3 separate regions of the Oryctolagus cuniculus genome follow, and all the other regions are linked to region 2. A link is a contact called in public Hi-C data. All regions are on one chromosome and are shown on one strand. The core of a region is the stretch at or near the end of the contact, and the rest is flanking DNA. Distances in the headings are between cores, read along the strand shown. Region 1 holds the start of HEBP2 (heme binding protein 2). Region 2 holds the start of PERP (p53 apoptosis effector related to PMP22). Region 3 has its middle 180 kb from the start of TNFAIP3.

The links. A called contact is a pair of places that touch in the nucleus more often than the background predicts.
Region 1: a contact with region 2 is called in a Hi-C map of an unstated tissue, with 4 times the contacts expected there. The contact joins the promoter of HEBP2 here to the promoter of PERP in region 2. A contact is called at or near these places in 5 of 6 Hi-C or Micro-C datasets (ear pinna, embryonic fibroblasts, liver and 2 more).
Region 3: a contact with region 2 is called in a Hi-C map of embryonic fibroblasts, with 4 times the contacts expected there. The contact joins the enhancer-like site here to the promoter of PERP in region 2. A contact is called at or near these places in 2 of 6 Hi-C or Micro-C datasets (embryonic fibroblasts and skin fibroblasts).

The regions. Positions count from the first base shown.
Region 1 is chr5:30,475,267-30,479,632 of mOryCun1.1, reverse strand. It overlaps HEBP2 (heme binding protein 2), which reads left to right and starts at 2,330. Exons shown (of 4, transcript XM_002714846.5): 1 at 2,330-2,569; 2 at 2,942-3,077; 3 at 3,596-3,776. The coding sequence starts at 2,468.
Region 2 is chr5:30,762,878-30,767,701 of mOryCun1.1, reverse strand. PERP (p53 apoptosis effector related to PMP22) reads right to left here and starts at 3,115. Exons shown (of 3, transcript XM_002714845.5): 1 at 2,760-3,115. The coding sequence starts at 2,973.
Region 3 is chr5:31,153,031-31,157,626 of mOryCun1.1, reverse strand. No RefSeq gene overlaps it. Among named protein-coding and RNA genes, the nearest start is that of TNFAIP3, 180 kb to the right of the region's middle. Within about 2 kb of position 1,641, at least 3 of the 8 cell types and tissues checked have an H3K27ac peak or open chromatin away from gene starts, as enhancers often do.

The DNA.
Region 1 (4,366 bases), core at 1,081-3,580, 290 kb after region 2:
GGTCATAAAGTTGTAATTATAAAATGCATGAAGTTTGTAACTATAAAAATGTATAGTTCTGCATACATTCTTATGGACTTACTTCTAAGGATACAGTTCAAAAACTTGCCATGGGACACCAAATCCCCATAAGTGAAGGGGGGCAGGAGAGAAGCAATTTAAGTGTTAAAATGATCATAGGGACAGGATTAAGTATTAAAGCAATCCTACAATTGGATTAAGTGTTTGGTAATAATAATAGATAGAATTAAAAAGAAGTGAATGCTTCAACATGGGAAGCAGTCCACACAGTGTCTCATAGAATGACAATTGCCTAAAGTAGCACTCTGACCTCAGAAATCAGCCCTTAAGGCATTTTGGTCTGGCTGAAAAGCCCACAAGAGCATTCTGGGCATGGAAAACCAAGACACTGTGGCAAAAAGTGTTCTACACAAAGGACCTCTGTGGTTGAGACCCCAGTGGAAAGAAGTAGTCATCAAAGAAGGAGGTACTTTTCTCTGAAGGGAGGAGAGAACTTCCACTCTGCTTATGGCCTTGTCTAAATACTGAGGGAGTTTGTGGATTCAAAAGGCTTCCATAGCCTAGGCAGATCATGTTGAGAGCCTCGGGTGATCACTGATGTCAAACGCAAGAGTGTTGTTAACAACAGGAGTCACTGTGCACTAACTTCCCATGCAGGAACTCTATCTTCAATGAGTTGTATTATGAGAGTTAATAGTAAAACTTGTTCTCAAAGATTTACTTTGCTTTAGCGTATTAAGTGGAGGATATTCTTATGTCACATAAGTTTTAGACAAGCCTAAGTGCCCAACACCATTGCTTGTTTCCTTAGGTGTTTCTATAATTAATGAAGAAACTTGTTCTCAAACAAAAAAAATTATTATCACAAAAATTAAAAGAAAAATAAGAAAGGAAATAGGAGGAAGGGTGGGAGTGAGGTTGCAGTAGAAAGTGTCATTATGTTCTTAAAACTGTATGTATGAGATACATGAAATTTGTCCCATTTATATACATTTAAAAATTAATTAAAAAAGCACTAGGTCATGTGGCACATGGTTAAGGTCCTGCTCCCAAGCTCCCACATGGGCATGTCACATCCTGTGGGAGGGCCTGGGTTCTAGTCCTGGCTCAGCTTTGGATTCCCATTTTCTGCTGCTGTGTGCCCCAGGAGGTGGCAGGTGTCGGTCCTAGCCCTTGAATCCCTGCCACCCATGTGGGACACTCTCCTAGGTTCAGCCTGGCAAGGCCCTGGCTGCTGTGGGCATTCGAGGAGTGGACCAGTGGCTGGGAGCTGACTCTGCATCTGTCTTGCTCTCTACGCATCTCTCTGTCTTCCAACTAAATGAAAAGGAAAACTAAAGAGGAATGGAGGAGTGATTGTGAGCTGTAACACAGCTGAAGTTTGAAAACATTTTTGCTCAGGGATGGAAGGAAGTCACAATGAATCACTTGCTGTCATGATTCCACTGACAAGAATGTCCTGTAAACTTGTAGACAGCAAAATAGTCCCTGCCTAGGGCTGGGGGTTGATAAATTAGGAAGCAGTGGCCAAAGGTATGGAGTTTCTTCAAGGGGCGGGGTGACAAAAATGTTCCGAAACAGGGATGATTGCTCAAGTCCAGAAATACATGAAAAGCCACTGACCAGTACAAGAATAGGTGAATTGTATCGTATGTGTTTTACATTTCAATACATCTCTTAAAGGCTGCGTCTCATCAAAAATGTTTAAAAAGCACTAGGGTCTGGCCTCCGCAACCCCTGGACTGCTAGGTCTGATGAGATGACTCTGAGGGTCTGGGGACACCTCTGGGGAAAGATGACGCACAGGACGGTTCGAGATGCTCTGTGGCCTGCTCCCCTCCGCTTGGTCCCTAAGCCACCTTCCAGGTGCGGCGAGTAGGGGCTGGCGTCCAGGACATCGCACAGGGGCAGCCCCAGCCCAGTGGCGGGAGCGCCTCAGCCGGTCAGCGCAGGCCACACCTCGAGGGGCTGGCGGGGGTGAGGCCATGACCCGCAGGGCCTCCAGCACCGGCCCCTGCTCAGCCCTCCTCGGCCCCGGGCTGCCCAAGCTGCAAACTTCTGCGACTCGGTTCATTTACAAACAAGGGTGGCAGCGGAGGCTGGGACCCCCAAAAGATGGGTCACAACGGACCCTGCCGTCGGTGCCGGGCTGGGCTCCTGCTCACCTGCACAGGGGACCAGGCAGTGAGTGCGGCCCGCGGCGGAGCTGGGACCGGGACCTGGTCCCTCGCGCTCGCGGCGCCTCCTGGCGGCTCGAACCAAGCGAGTGCCGCGGGCGCGGGTGTCCACGCAGTGCGGGCGGAGGGTGCGCGTCGGCGGGGCGGGGACTGCGGGCCTCTGCTGGCCCGGCGCGCACACGCAGGCGAGCGGCCCGAGTGGCCCTGCGGCGGCGGCGCAGCTGACCAGGCTCTGTCCGCCACCCCCACCCCGAGCGTCGGCGCCGCCCATGGCCGAGGTGCTGGAGCCAGATCCCGGGACACCCGAGGATGCGACAGCCCAAGACCTGGAGACGCCGGTGTGGACGGCCCCGGAGGACGCGGGCCCCCAGGTAGGCGCCGCCCGCGGGCCGGGTGGGCGGGGGGCGCGGGCCCGCCTTCGGGGTGGCTTGCAATGGAGCCGGGATGAAGTCAAAAGTCGCTTTTGAGACGCTCGGAGCACTGCGCAGTTCGCTCGTGGGTGGGCGCCGCCCCTCCCCAGCTGGGGGCCACCGCTGCTGCATTTCTTGCCTTTGCGGGAGAGGCGCCGCGGTGCGACCCTCGGGCTGAGCTGGGGTTGTTAATGTGACATAGAGTGGGCTCGAGTGCTCAGGCACACCTGGCTGGGCCAGCTAGGCCGGTCCTTTCCGGGTAGAGCGAGGCTGCAAGACCGGTACTGCGGACTTTTCAGGCCTGCTTCTGGAAGTTGTCTCCGTCCCTTTTAGCCCGGAAATTACGAGATCCGACACTATGGACCGGCCAAGTGGGTCAGCACGAGCGTCGAGTCCATGGACTGGGACGCGGCCGTCCAAACTGGCTTTACCAAACTCAGCAGTTACCTTCAGGGCAACAACGAGAGAGGTAAGGGCGGTTCCCCTTCTGATTTTTACCTATTGCACCTACCACTGTGTTTTCGCTAATTAAAGAAATACACTAACAGAAAAAAATAGCCCGACCATCAAAGTTGAGTTTTTCCAACCAGGACTTTCTCGAGACCCTTAGCACAGGCTGCCACGTCATAATTTTGGGCTCTGCCTCTGCCACTGTTTGTCTTTAAAACTTCTCCTGAACCTAATTGTCTGAATTGTACAGAAAAACTAATTGACTAGATTGCTAATCGCCGGTTTCCCCCTTTCTCTCTAAAAAAAATGTAGAATATAGTCACCAAAAACAATAATTAGAAAGTGTTTATTGCAGGAATAGTTGACTGATTTTGGCATTATTTTTCTTACAGTGAATATTATCTTCAAGGGAAAATACTTTTGTGGTTTGTGCAAAGTTAATCAAGAAACTCAGATTATTTCTTTTTTCAAAAAAAAAAAGGCTCATTTTTTTAAGTGTCCTTAGTCCTCCAGATTTGCTTTATTTTTGTGGTGCAGAGATGAAAATAAAGATGACAGCGCCAGTGACCAGCTACGTGGAGCCTGGCTCAGGTCCGTTCAGTGAGGCGACCGTGACCACTTCCCTGTACCTCCCTTCGGAACAGCAATCTGACCCGCCCAGGCCTTCGGAGTCGGGTGTCTTCATTGAGGACAGAGCCGGAATGACCGTGTTTGTACGGTGAGCGCTGGATAATTTATAGCTCAACTGACTGCTAGCTTTAGGTGCATGCGCTCACCAATACAGCGCCCGTGCAGTCTCAGAAGGCTTTCCACCCTTCCGTCAAAGCAGGTCTGATGAGTTGCATGGTCTTCTCCTTCTGGCTTGTATGTCACTCAAGTCTGCCGCAAGGTGTAATCAGTTCATTTCATAAAAAAACGCACACCATCTTTTCCACGTAGAAGACACAGTGCAAATTACATACTCCCCAGAATGGAAGAGGGCCTTTACCTGCAGTCCAATAAGATCCAAACAGAAACACCGTAAAGCACAGTATATGGTACCTGCCTTAGTTGTGTTGGGGGGGGGGGGGATGGGCTGCTATAGCAACATACCATAGACTGGGTAGCTTATGGAATACAATGTATTTGTACATTGTATTTCTCACAGTCCTGGATGCTGGGAGACAAGTTCCAGGTGCTGGCAGTTTCAGTGTCTGAGGGCCCCTTTCTGTTTCCCAGACAACGCTCCCCAGTGTGTCCCTACATAGCTGTTCTCCAGGGTTTGGGAACACCTGCCATTCATGGGGCACCACTCTCGTGACCTCGTGA
Region 2 (4,824 bases), core at 1,866-4,365:
AGACTTGAACTCTACCAGCTGACGCCTAAAATAGCCCCCTGATAAGTCCTTTTCCTAACAGCCTTTCTTAAAACGGAGAGAAGGCACCAGCCCTGTCAAAACAGTACGGGGATCCTGAATTTTGCATTTTGTCTACATGCCATTTAATCATTTCAATCATATACATCTCTATTTTCCTGTGTTGACAAATATGAATTGTGACTCAAACAAAAATTCAAACAAGTATCTGTTTAAGTTCTGCATTAATTTTGCTTTTACCGTCAGGGACAAGAAAAGATTCAGTGAATAATTTGGAAAAAACAAAACAAAACAAAACAAAGTGATTGCATCATCTAAAGATCTTAAAGAACATAATAATAGTGAGGAACCTAATCTGCTATTTTATAAGTTCTAAGGAACTATTTATCTTGATAAAAATGTCTGTATTCTTGAGGGCTATTGTCAACACTTGCTGATGACCCACGTCTTGTCTTCCAAATGACTGGTGTGAGTATCAGCTAACAAAAAGACGTAAACACTGCCATAAAAAGGCTTGCTCTCTTACTAGTTGCCATAGTAAATCAAAATATTTTCCTATTATGCATCAAGACTTTAAAAACAGGGTCCGCACACACCGGACGCCCGTGGGTCCTGGCGCTATCCCCTCACTCTGAGCCATCACCCTGACTCCGGGTCGGTGTGTACCTGGGGGTGGGGGATGTAAAGTGCTCAGCGCATCGCACCTCTTGTCAACACAGTGTTTCCAGCAAAGCCTTACTTCAGCTATCTGAGAATCTGTGAGTTCAGAGAAGCCGGGACCGTCACCCCACACCTGTAGGAAGACACGGTGGCTCCACTTCCCAGGCGGAGCCAGCGCCTGCAGGAGATGGGCGAGAATTAATGAGAGCTTCTGCGCCCAGCTGGCTACACTGGCAGGAGGCGGGCCCCACGCCGGCTCCCAGACCCTGGGTTTGGGATCTGATGATAGGCCCTGCATTGTAACCATCCTCGCAAAGGTAACAGGAGTAAGGAAACTGAGTTCTAAAGCCAGTTCTAAAATCGGTCAGGCCGGCACTCTAAAGACAGGACAGATTTTTCCAGATTTACTTGGAAAACGCAGCTTTGCCCAAAAGCCAGGCCAATTGCTGTATCCAACTGAGACAAAGCACACTAGATCTGCCTTTTCTGTACAACAGGAAAAGTCCATGCTGTAGACTTTATCTGATTAAAAAATCAAAGCGAGCAACAAAGCCTACTTACTCCACAGACACAGCACCAGCTAATGGGTGTGAGGCTGGAGCGGCCGCACCCTAGAAAGGTGAGCTCACCCTCCAAATGGAAGCCACTGAGCAGGGCTTTGTGTGCGTTTCACAAGAGGGCTGCGGTGCCGGCCAGCGCCGACCCGGCAAGAGTGCGGGTGGTGGCTGGGCCGGCTGCCTGCGTTCTGGGGAGAGCCCTGCACAGCGTCCTCTGGGTCCTCGCAGCAGGGAGCTAGGTTTGTTCAAAACAAACGAGCTGTTGCGTCTCCCCCCAACAGCCTGGGTCCCTGTGCATTTTAACTCAAAGACACAGTCAGCTCATCCCAAATCAACTCCCCGTGAACATTGGAGAGACTGGGGGGTAACGCAGACCGTGGCAGGTGCAGGGCCCGTGCGTTTTCAGGAGAGAAAAGCTCAGGCACTTCTGGGCCTTTTGCCTGTCGTGACCGGCCTGACGAGGAAGGGGTTCATCCAGGGAACACCCCTACAACTCCACAAGCGATCAAACCCACCCCGCGGCTGGCACAGGGCCCCAGAGCCACAGGCAGAACAGGATTGAGAAGGAAGCCCCCCGCCACTTCGGGAAAGAAAATCCGACAGCAACTAGTGAACAAAGGGCGCCTGCTTTAATGCTGTTTACTCGGCCGGCGAAAGCCCCATAGGCATTGGGGATTTGCTGCTGCTTTTCCCCGCGGGGTCCATTTGCGTGGACACTCACACTGTACACCCGCTGACTCGGGCCCACCCCGGGCAGGGGCAGGAGCCCACGGCGGGGGACCGCCCCCTGCGCGGACACTGGGTCAAGCACCCAGGCCTGCTCCAGCCTGCAAGCCACCGCACTCCATCCGCAGGGACCCACGCTGGCCGCTCAGTGACTCTGCCCCACTTCGCTTTCCCAATCCGGTTAACAGAAACAGTTTCTAAAGGGCTGTGCTGAAGCCGCAGGGCGCTCCTCGGAGCAAGCGCTAACAGGAACTGGCCGGGTGCGGTGCGTGGAACGCCCAGGAGTCCACGGCAATCCCAGGTGCTGGAGCTTCGCCTGCAAGGGCTTTTGTTTTCCAATGGGAAATATTTCTTTGGGTAAGATCAAGTTACAAGGACCCACCGGCATCAGGCAGGGGACATGATTTTAATACTTGGATTTTAATACTAAGGAGAACCAAGGGAGAAGGAAGACAAGAAGATTCAACAGGTCTCCAAGAAAATATACTTTGTTCCTTAGGCGTACTCATCTAAGCCTTCCTAGTGGCTGAAACCCATAACTCCCAAGATTTGAATTAGGGCCATTTTCTTCGTAGTTGCGACTGTTTTGGGTCACCCAAAGTGGCTTTTGGTTCAGGTCGAAAGCAGGAGCCTTAAGTCTAAATAGACTTAAAAAAAAAAAAAAAGAAAAGAAAAAGAAAAAAAAAAGGAAAGAAAAGAAGAAAAGAAAAACGGTAGCCACTAGCCCGGACCGCATAAAACCTTTCCCGCGCAGGCCGCAGTCCCGAGGACTTCCCGGAGGCGGCGGCGGGAACTCACCGTACTCCATGAGGCTCTGGCATCCTTCCTCGTAGGACCCGCTGCCGCCGCCCTCGCCCAGGCATTTCCACCAGAGCGAGGACGTCTGGCCATGGTCGCTCGACTGCAGCCAGCCGCGGCCGGCCAGCGCTATGATGTCGAAGGCGATGGCGCTGAGCAGGAGCAGGGGCAGGATCCACCTGCAGCGTTCGCAGGCCAGGCCGCAGCGCAGCATCGTGGACGGTCGCGGCGCGGAGCGGAGCGGGGTAGTGCGCGGGCCACGGGCGGCGGCCGAGAGTGGCCCGCGAGCGCGGGGACCGCGACAAAAGGGAAGAGGAGGCCGCGGGGAGGCGGCGCACGGGGCGCGGCGCGCGGCCACACCTCGAGGCCGGTGACTCAGAGCGCGCCCGCCCGGACCTGCCCGGCCGGCCCCCGGCTCGGGTTACACCCGGCGGCCGGCTTAACCCTGCCGGGGGCGGCTTGCCAGTGGCGGGCCCGGGGACCCTGCCCCAGGCGCCGCGGGGCTTCGGCTGCGTGCCGCGGGACACCTGCGCGGTCGTGTGTGCGTTTCACGCGCGTGGAGGCGGCTGTCCCAGCGGCGAGGGTGCACGCAGGCTGCGGGCCGCTGGACCTGGAGCCCCGCGGGCCGGCGGAGGCGTGCGCTCCCTGCCGGGCCCCGCCTTGGCACTCTGGACCCTGGCTCCAGGGTGACGGGCCTGTCTTGACGCCATGTTTATTGCTGTGTGTGTCCCCGGTGTCTAGTTCCGAGCCTGGGCCAGAGAGGAGGTTCAGCGACTTGGGTGAACGGACAGATTTCCCTCGCCGGAGCCCCGCAGGTGGCCTCCCCCCGCCCTCCCCCCCCCCCCATTGCTCCCTGTCCCTGCTCAGACCCCCTTTCAGCCGCTCTCCATTGGCTCCTTTGGCTTCTCTAGATAAAACCCCTAGGTCAGCAAGCCCGCCTGTCGGATACCCCCGTAGCTTCCTCCGTCCCGCAGGTGTGGCCGAGCGGGTGGGGCGGCAGCCGGGAGTGGCCCAGCCGCAGCAGCAGAACGAGTTCTCGGCGGCGGGCGCCACAGTGGCCTCAGCCTAGTCGTGGAGACGTCCCAGGAGCGTCCCTTCTTACCCTGGATCTCTGGAGAGCGCTGCTGGATGCCTTGGGTCTTCCTCCGGCTTGGTGTAAAAGAAGCGGGAAGTTTAAGCAAGTCCGAACTTTAGTCCTCTGCCTTTCCATTTCGCCTTCTCCAGGGAAACTGGGCCATTTTGTCCTGGGTGGGTCTCCGACAATTTTGAGAACAAATAAAGGTACCCAGAAAGGGGCTGAAGCCATTTGAAGTCTTTTTCCGTAGCCCCCCTTGTGTGTCAATCAAGTTGCACATAAATCAAGTTCCCGTATTTTCATTAGCGGTAAATAATTCGTTGCATAGACTGGCAGGAAGCTGTGTTCTGAGAAAAGTGAGGCCCATACGGTGTAGACTTGTGAGGGTAAATGTAATGTTTGTGTTCTCAGGGCTTTCAAAAGCAATGCAAATGTTTGCGTAATTAGCTATGATTTATCTGTGAGGGAAAAAATGACCTTTCAAATCAAAGTTCTCATAAGCAAAATGGTTTTGGAAACAAACGAGAGAGGCACAAGTATCTTAATGTCCAAAAAATTTTGCACTACATGTAGCTTGTTTTCTTGTTCCGCTGAAGCCACGGCGCACCAGTGCTGGGTGGACACAAGGAAAGTGGCTCTTTAGAACTTCTGGAAGAGTCCACGCTGGTCTTGGTTGTGTGCCTAACATATATGTACCTAACAGGTGATTCAGACTCTGGACCCGGATTGGAGAGGGTCGGGTGCCTTCTCCGATTAGCTGTGTGATGTCCCACAAGTGACTTAACACTGATAGATGATAGTTTCTTCATAGATCGGGCTTACTCACACGGGTATAACATGCCTAAGAGAGTACCTACATGTAATAAGCAAGCCACAACGTAAAGATGAAAGATTTTCACATAGGTTTTTCACTTTAATGGTAGAAAAGGATAAATTGCGTGTTTATAAAGGGACAATTCTATAAATCAATACCAGTCACAAGTTACAGAG
Region 3 (4,596 bases), core at 392-2,891, 390 kb before region 2:
GCACAGAGCTCCTCTGATGGGACTGCGAGAAGTTGCTAAATTTTTCTGTCCATCCAAATGCTCGGTGCTGTCTTTTATAACTGTGGATATCTGCTTGGTCTTCGGGTGCTCAGGCCAAAAGCCTCGGTCATCTTGCTCTCTGCTCCTGCTGGCGTTTCTTAGTGACCTGTCTTTCAGTGTTGCTGACTCTGTCTTCGAATTATACACCGAATCCAGTCATTCCTCATGACCTTGCCTGGTGAACTGGGGCAAGCCCCTGCGATCCTGACCTGGCTGGCCCCGGTCCTCACTCCCTGTGCGCTATCCTCCACTTCACAGCTAGCATAGTTCTTTTAAAAGCCAGGAAGGAGAGAGAATTCGGTGCCATGGTTAAGTGGCAGCTTCGGATGCTCACATCCCTATCAGAGTGCCTGATTCAAGTCCAACCCAGCTTCCTGCTACCGCAGCAGGTGATGGCTCAAATACCTGGATCCCTACCACCCACATGGGAGACCCAGACTGAGTTCCAGGCATTGAGGAGTTGAAGCAGTGATTGAAAGAACTTCCTCCATCTTTCTCTCTGCCTTTTAAATAAAATGGATTTTTTTAATTTAGAAAGCTATGGCGGATCTCATTTCTTCCTTGTTTAAAACCTTGCAATGGGCACTACCAATCCCACCTCCTTTTCACTACCTCCCATCTGCATCCAGGACACTGGTTTGCTGCCTGTGCCTGGAATACTCCCTCTGCATACCCACACAGCTAATTCCTTCACCAGCTACAAGTATCCACTCCAATCCTACTTCTCAACAAAGCAGTCCCTGAACCTAAAGTTACAACAAACTCCTTCACCTATGTTCCCCACTTCTGTTCTTTGAAGCCTTTTCCCCATCACAGGCGTTATTTTTCCCAGTCTTGCTCTATATTGGGCTTCATTTGTTTATTTGCCCCCATTAGAATGCATGCTCCTAAGGGCAGAGATTTAAGCCAGCTTTGTTGATGGGTACATCTGAGCACCCAGTAGAGAACTCAGTATATATATATAATACACATGTACATATTATTTTATGTATTATACATGTATGTATATGTACATATATATATATTATATATGCAAGGAACTTCAAAAATTTGTGGAAAATGGAATTAAATGAGGTCATTTTGGGTGCAATAAACTTGCAATTCAACACATTTCCATGAACTTTTTGAAGATTGTGTGTGTGTGTGTGTGTGTGTGTGTGTGTGAATGCAGCTAGAACTATGGTTGTTCATTCCACTATTATGATGCCTTATAAATTAATAAATAAAGCTTATAATTACATAATGATGAGCACAATTAAACTGCATTGAATTGTGATCTGTAAAAATGATCACTTTTTCAGCATAAATATGTACTCATCAAGAAAATGAACAGGAATCCTTTAAAAATGGAAGTGCTCTGTCCTTGATGCTCAGTTTCCTTGAGTAATAAACAAACCCAAAGGAAGGTTCACAATGGAGCTGCATTTAGAATCAACAAGCTTCAAAGGGGCGGCGGGGGGGGGGGGGCACTGTGTAGTTCTGTTTCAAAGCTACCCTGCTCACGTGACACGTGGTAATCCCAGAGGCCGGGGAAGGAATGGGAGAGAGCTGAAAGATGAGAACAGCATGTTCTTTGGAATCTCTCTGATGGGCAGACAGTCTCTCCTTCTCCCAGACCATCCTAAAGGGGAAGTGCGTCGGGTTGGACAGTAATGGGAAGTGTGGGAATTCCCCTCTCCCTTTGGTCTACTTTACAGACAACTCCACTAGGGTTAGAGATCGGTCATTCCCATCCACGGGATCCTTCACTGGGATGCAAGGCTGCTTGGGGAACAGTTTTGGAGGACAGGTGAAGTGAACTTTAGTTCCCTCAAAATCATACATTTTTAAAGCCGATGAGTGAGATTGAAAAGCTGCCAAAGCTTAATCACTGCTGTTTCATAGCACTACCAATAGATGGCAGCACATGATCCATCTTCCCCTCTTGGCAGTTTCAACCCCACCATTGGGCTCTTCGGCCCTTTTGAAACTCTTCGGTCATCATACAGCAATTTGAGTGTATAATAAAATCGCGGATAGCCCTTCCTTCTCTATACTAAGCCTCTTGGTGATCTCAAGCTACAATCACCAAATCAACTGATACTATGACCTGGAAAAAATAGCCAGGAAACTAAAAACAAGACAAAATAAAATATAAATCATACAGTGAGTCTTGCAAGGGAGAACAAGTAGAAACCAGTTATGCTCAGAAGAGTTTTAAAAACAAGGAAAGCAATTTTTAAACATTTTTATTCAGGGACACTATGCCCAAACACCAAGAACTCGAACAAGGATGCTGTTGAGAGATACATTGTGATCTAACCACTGCAGCTCCTTCCAGTTCTGAACATCTCTGCTCTGTGGCTGGAGAAACTTCAGCAGATACATTTCTAAGGAAATAAAATTATTTTCCATAGATACTAGGCTGGTATCTATAAGTATTTACGGAACAGAAATAAATAAGCAAAACCTCCTTCACTTTAACCAAAATAGTAACAGAAAACAAACTGAAGTTTACTGGACTTGGTCCATTAGAACTGTTGCTTTCAAACTGCAGGTCACAATTAAGTTTGAAGGTCCAATTAGTTTGGAAATCAGCTTTGTAGGTCGTAGCAGGCATTATATCAAAGAATGGGATGGCAAAGGATAAGATAGGCTAGGACAGGATAGAGGAGAAATTGCATCTCAGTGTACAAGATCCAAAGGTAAAATTTCTTGCTTTGAGATATGACCAAAGTGAACATGCAGAATTCTGTTGTGGAGGGCTATGCCTACTTTCAACTTTGTATTTACTGCAGGCCAGTACCAATAGGCTCCCCCATCATTGCAAAGTCTAATTGAACAAAGAAAATTTTTGATGGGTATGAGTGATATCGAGCCACAAACTGAACTAAAGGTATCCTTAACCCCTGCTGTACAAATATGGAAAATTAGATTATTCATCATCATCATTTTGGTACTTCCAGATTTTCTAAGATAATCCCAGTTTCTGGAATTTTGCCCTGTTCTTCGATAAGCACACCCATACTCACAATGTCCTGTGTTCTAAATTGTGGTTTGGAAAAAATATATATCCCCAGTGCCTAGAGGAGCTGTTAAGGCAAATTAAATAAGTGAGCCATGAGTAGGAAAGGATTAAAATGTGGATCTTATAAGAAATGTATAAAAATTTTTAAAAGACAATAATATTTTTAAAGAATATATTAAAAAGATACTGTACTAGGAAGAAACCAGACATGCTATGGATTGAATTATGTCCCCCCACCCACCTCAAAAATTCATCTGTGGAAGCCCAGTGTGACTGAGTTTGGAGTCAGGGTCTGTAGGAGGTACCTGCAGTTGAATGAGGTCCCAATCCTGAAGCACTCGTGGCCTTGGAAGTGAAGGACATGCACTCTGCACTCCCCCACACCCCTCACTAAGAAGGCCCTGCAAGAAGGTGTTTTTTGGTTTGTTTGGTTTTTCTTTCTTTCTTTTTCTTCTTCTTCTTCTTCTTCTTTTTTTTTTTTTTTTTTTTTTTTTTTTTTTTTTTTTTTTTGGATATCCAGGGCTTTATTTTGTAATGCAGAGGCCATCCCAAGAAGGTTTTTGTTGGCAAGCCAGGTTCCTCACCAGGAATCACACTTATCTCTATAGATAAAGATAAATGTATCTGGGATCTTCATGTTCCCAGCATCTAGAACTGTGAGAAATAAATTGCTGTTGGTTAACCCACGCAGTCCGTGGCATTTTGCTGAGCTGACTGAGACAAGGTGCAAAGCCTGGAACTTCCTGGTCTCCCAGGCTGCAACCTCTCGCCCAGTTCTATTCCGGGCTGAATGAAGCCCAGTCCCATCAGGGGAAATACCTGAAGTCATTCAAGCGTCAGTCTTCACGAACACTTTCGAGTGCAAGGAAAACTTCGACAGGGTATTTATCCACTAAGCGCATACTTCAACGTGTATCCTTACAATGTATTGGACTGTAGGTAAAGTGGGCAGAACAACAGCCCCAGAGAGCCCATTTCCAGAAGAAGAGGCAGTCTGCAGCATTTCCACGTGAACGTTCCAACCACTTCCATACCCATGGGCTTGGAGCAGGACAGGTATCCAGCAAGGCCAAGGCCACATGGAATTCAGCCCTCACTTTCATCTTCCTTCCCTGTTCCAAGCCACTGTTCCCCTCCCTTATTCTAGTGCAATTCGTCCCTTGATTCAATCCTCATGGTTCTTAAATTTCACTCATTTTTTTTTTTGTAACAATTATGGACTTTGTGCCAAGCACACGTCTAGGTGCCGACTTAGCCATGACAGCAGGTGAGAAGTCCAGTGTTCCTGGCCCTTCTATTCTAGTTGGTGTGAGACTGACAGTTAAGAAAACAAATGAGCGAATGTTGTGATCTGTTAGAAGGCTCTCATGAGCATTGGTGGTATCATTTGGGAATTTTCAATTCTGTTTTAGAAGACAACACCTGGGATGGATGAGATTCACATTTCTATGAATTCATATTTTGTGTAAGTACATGGATATACCGGCGATGTGTGAGGTATGTCAGAAAGGTCAGGTAGAACCTGTGTT